2 separate regions of the Gossypium arboreum genome follow, and region 2 is linked to region 1. A link is a contact called in public Hi-C data. All regions are on one chromosome and are shown on one strand. The core of a region is the stretch at or near the end of the contact, and the rest is flanking DNA. Distances in the headings are between cores, read along the strand shown. Region 1 holds the start of LOC108480511 (probable pectate lyase 18). Region 2 holds the start of LOC108483180.

What was found. A called contact is a pair of places that touch in the nucleus more often than the background predicts.
Region 2: a contact with region 1 is called in a Hi-C map of leaf, with 4 times the contacts expected there. The contact joins the promoter of LOC108483180 here to the promoter of LOC108480511 in region 1. A contact is called at or near these places in 2 of 5 Hi-C or Micro-C datasets (both in leaf).

The regions. Positions count from the first base shown.
Region 1 is chr1:16,521,168-16,523,799 of ASM2569848v2, forward strand. LOC108480511 (probable pectate lyase 18) reads right to left here and starts at 1,308. Exons shown (of 3, transcript XM_017783534.2): 1 at 1,109-1,308; 2 at 279-1,019; 3 at 1-199. The coding sequence starts at 1,242.
Region 2 is chr1:16,878,165-16,880,796 of ASM2569848v2, forward strand. LOC108483180 reads left to right here and starts at 1,306. Exons shown (of 4, transcript XM_017786440.2): 1 at 1,306-1,731. It overlaps LOC108483083, which reads left to right. Exons shown (of 16, transcript XM_053027605.1): 16 at 248-559. The coding sequence ends at 301.

The DNA of each region.
Region 1 (2,632 bases), core at 58-2,557:
TTCCGATCTCCAATTCCAGCTCTTCCATTCACTCTCCGGTGCATCCTCATGTTTGGTCACCTCTTTGCTGAATCTGTTGTTAGGTGCAGTAAATCTATTCCCTTGGCTGTTTATTGTTGGGTTAGCACTTCCTCCAATGGCATACATTTCCCAATGAGTATAGTCATTGTTCACCACGTGGAAATACCCATGTCTACATCTGTAATTCCGAAAAAATATATAAGTAATCCGTTATTGATATTTATCCTAATTGACCATAGTAGCAATATTATTATTACCGTGGCATTCTTTGGACAAGGCCTTCACCAAAGTGATTAAAGGCAATAGTGACTTGCATGTTCTTGTCTTGAGTATACGAATCACTGTGTCCCAATAACATGACTTTATCATGGTGAGTCATGTAATTGTTGGAAATGGTGATAGCGGTGGAGCCATGGATAGCGTCAATCAAGCCGTCTTTGCAGTTTGATAAGGAGTTATGGTCAACCCAAACATGGCTACCACCGAAGATGGACACACCATCACCGTCTGATATGGTCCTCCAACCATAGTGACGTGGGGAGTCCCTCACCATAGCATTCCCTCCTTGTTTACAATCATGTATGTTGAGTCCATGAATGATAATGTTGGTCACATACTGAACGGTAATGCATGGACCCCCTGCAATATGAACGCTGGCGCCCCTACCGTCGATGGTCTTGAATGAGTTCATTATCAGCTCTTCTTTTAGCTGAATGGTCATGTCACGAGCAAAAATGATCCACAACGGTTCGTCTTGAATCACCGCATGCCGTAATGTCCCTGGTTTGGGGTTAACGGGGTCATCATCGCCCGAGTCAGTGACCACATAAATCTTACCATCTCTTCCGCCAATGGCGTTCTTGCCGAACCCAATGGCACAATCAGCTAGCTTCTGGCGATTAGTCTCCCAGTTGGGGTCACATCTCCAGCAGTCATCAATGGGGTTGCCGGTTCCACAGGAGAGATACCCTAGGTTCCTCCTGGACGCATTGATGGCCCTGCCACCCAAAAACCACAAAAGTTAATTCCTTTGGAGTATTAATGGAGATGACATGGAAATGGAAAAGTGGAGGTGTAGTTTCTTTACCTGTGAACATCTTGGACTACAAGCTCAGGGTCTTGAACAGGGGAAGAGGAAATGAGAAGTGGGAGTAGAAGCAGAAATGTAAAGAGGAAGAGAAGAGGAAGTGAAGGGATCGCCATTGCCATTGTCCTTGCCATTTTACCTTTGTTTGCTTGTTTTGTGAGGCAAGGTGGTGGAGGGAGGTTGAGAAGAAGGGGGTGTTTATAAAGAGGATTAAAAGCCTTGTTCAATGGCGTGATTAAACTAAACATGTAGGGTCGTCTATGCTTCGGTGATTTCAGGTTTTTACGGAATTCCCTGTTGGTAGTTTTTGACTGCTAAGCAATGCCCTCAACAAAGCTGCTCCAAATAGTCAAAAGTTGAAATACTATCCTTTACATGAAAAATATATAAAAAGATTGTCTAAATTTTTATAAAACTAAAATAATATTAGGGTAAACTACAATGCTTACTTACTAAATTTTTTTATCACTTAATTAAAAAATAGTTAGAATTTGATCACTGAACTATTCATGTCATTAGGCTGTTAAAAAATGATATTATATGACTTTCTTTGTTCGTAGTGCATACATTAATCAAAGGCTCTTTTTCTCATTCTCTTTTACAGTTCAAAATTTTTTTTCATGAAACAATTTTGGATATCATGAATCTGCAAACTAAAAATTTAAACAACTTTTTTTTCTGATATCCGACACTGACAGTCATAACAATTTGGATCTAACGTATGTTGTTCTACTTGTTGATCGATACTGATCCACCATATTGATCATTGGCTCATTGCTTGGAGCTCACTGGTAGAACTTTAGAAAAATTAATGACTTAAATGAAAACTTTTGAATAGTTCAGTGACTTAAATGAAAACTTTTAAATAATTTAGTGATCAAATTATAATGTGATAATGTTGTAATTTACCCAAATCATTTTCAGGGTTGTTGTTTTAGGTGTTTTCCACCTAGATTGTAAGTTTGAAGAGGGTTAGTTAGCATATTTGGTTATGGCAGCTATTTCATAAAAAAGTGTTCAAAGGATGGGATATGGTTGAATATTACTAAACTTAAATTCGAGATTGTTGGTTGATTGGTTAATGTTTTTACAAGGTTGCTTCATTTAGTCGCTAAAGGGTGAAAATAATGGTGTTGTCTTTATTAAATATCAACATTATAAAACTTCATATTGAAAACCCACATTAGAAGATGGAAGTTATGAATTAAAATTCAGTTAATGGCTTCATAAATGTTGTAATGTCAGTTTGGAAAACTCACCAAATGGTCAATTTTATAAGAACAAAAATTGCTGTTGGAAAATTTTTAAACTATATTAGGATTGAGTAATTATTTAATACATTGACCATAAAATCTTTTAAATTTATAAGTGTATTTGAGTTAAGTTTGACCTGGTTTGGTTTGGGTCAAAAAAAAGCTTACTTGAGGTTTAACCTATTTAAAAAATAGGTCTCATTTTTTGTTCAATTCCACATTTTAAGTTTATATTTTTATTCAAATCCTTTCAATATTTTGGCAAGCCTCC
Region 2 (2,632 bases), core at 56-2,555, 360 kb after region 1:
GGTACTTAAATTATTTTTTTTCCCAAACCGTTATGCTTATTTTAAAAAGTACAATTCACAAATTAATACTTAAATTATATTAATTATTCTTTTGTTGCCCATTTTACATTAAAATGTTATATTTGTTAAAAGATTTTAGATGATAATAAATTGTTATAATGTTTGACAATGACCGAAATTTGTACTCTTGAGGTCAAGGTGTTGGCGATTGATTTTGTTTTCAAATGTTGCTTGTTTGACTTGACAGGATCGAAAAAGTTACTTTATCAATCAAAAATCAGTATTTTCAAAATTGGTTTAGTCGGTTGGACCTATTGGTTTGGGAATCAAGGTACTAATATGAAGATAGGGGTTGAATTGGTTGGCTCATACAGACCAATTGAACTAAGGTGAGGTAAAAAATTGATTGAATTGGTTTTATTTATTTTTAAAATATATATTTTTAATTTTTATGGATTTTTTATAGTGTATTTAATTGAATCAGACAAATAGGCCAAATATATAATTGGTGGCGTAATCGATTTGACCATCTATTCAATTTTACAAACTTTAATTAAAACATGAAGTTCAAATGCTTACATGTAGAAGAAACTCAATATGAAAGGAAGAAGAAAGAAAGAAAATATAAAAATAAAAAGATATATATAACATGAAATTTTTAATTGGTAAATTTTTTTAAAATATATAAACTTAATAATTTGAATAACTATTGAACTAATAGAGGTACCAACTAAAGATAAAAATAGTTTAGGTATTATTTGTGATAAAAAAATATAGATACTAAAATGAGAAAAAGAGCATAGTTTAGATACCAAGATTAAGATAACTATATTGACGAGTTTTCAAGAGTTAAATTGTTTTTTTTTCATGTATTATAAAATTAAAGAAAATACAAACACCTTTATACTTGTATGATAAATTGATCTGATTTGGTTTTGTTTTGGATAACACCAACCAAAATGCATCTAAGCTATGGATACCAATTATTAAGGTTATAAAACATGTTTAGTTCAAAGAATATCACAAGATTCTTGAATGACATTTTCATGTTTCGATTTCAAAAGTGTTAAAAATTCAAAATATGAGATGAAATTCTAATACCAAATCATCTTTAGATAAGGTAAAATTTCTGTAGAACATTATTTTTTGCATCAGTTTAACCCTTCAATTTTTATCCTTTTACCCTTAAACTATAGGATTTTCCCTGAATTAATCACTCTAAAATTGAATTTATCTTATTTTAATCACTTTAATATTTTTTTCTCAATTTAATCATAATTGTTAATATAATTACTCCAACTGATCACTCCTTTGTTTTCTCACTAATGGATTGTTAACTATGTAATACAAGTAATTAATTTTTTTCCACATAATTAAAGAATTACAAACTCAGTGTGTAATAACAATGCTTTAACAACCCCTAAAGATTAAACGGTAAAGCCAAATGAAGAAAGCGACAAAACCTATAAAATTAAACCCCCACTGCTATTGGGATCGAAATAATTTTTTTAATTTTATTGAATTGGTGAAAAAAATTACCCTAAACATTTCAATTTGGGAGAAGAGAAATTAGTTGCAAAAATAGTGATTTGGGAGGAAATTTTGAAGCGGAAAAGGAACTTTGGTGAAAACGAATTGAGAGAATAGTAAACAAAGATGTGGTGAGGGATACAACAAAGCATTATGGCGAGGAGACAGCTTCGTTTAAAGGTGCATAGGCTGTGAAATACGGTAATGGTGGTGTATTGCGTTGTTTATTTAATTTATTGATGAAATTTTCCTAAATTTATTTTGGGTTTTGTTCAAATGTCGGTTGTAACTAGTCTTGACCCATGCTTCGTGTGTTTTTTGTTTAGATTCTACTATTTTTGGGGTAACACGTTTTCAGTTTATGATTGTAAAATATGTTGGATTGTTGGGTTTGTGTTGTTGATTTATTCTATTCTATTGAGCCTTCATAACTGTTTGCATTGTTTGATTGAATTTTTTAGGGCTGATTATTTAAAGTATCTATGAAATAATTGTGGCACTGGTATTTGATGCATTGAAATTTAAAATGATATCTATAGATAGAACATAAGAGGACCTGAAAGTGTTGACTTTCTTATTGATGTCATTTTATGGTTAGCATGTTGGATTCTTTGTGCTTTTATCCATGATGAAAGATGGGAAATGTTAACTTTGTATAGCAGTATTGTTGAATAGAAAATTGTTAGGAATGTGGAGTATGTGTTGTCTGCTGGTGAAGCAAAAAAAGGGATAGCTGGAAAAGTTAATTCAATGTTTGCTCGTATGTTCGATGGTCATTGTGGGTCATAAGTTGGGATTCAAACAATTTTACTGGACCATGTGTTTGTAAATATGCCAAAGGTGTATCTGAATATTGATGCTTCCTGCAAGTTGATAATAATAAAATAAGGTGTAAACATGTGTCTGGTCACTAATGCTATGGTATGACTAGTGTATCTAAATATTTGGAGTACAAGGAAATTTAGATTTGTTACTGTTTCATGCATTTAAATTAAAAGAAAATTGTCAGATTTCAGTTTCCTAATTAAGGAATATTTGAGTGTATCAAATAGGATTCTGTAAATATTTTATCCCTAACTTTAAGGCTGTTTTTAGGTACAGC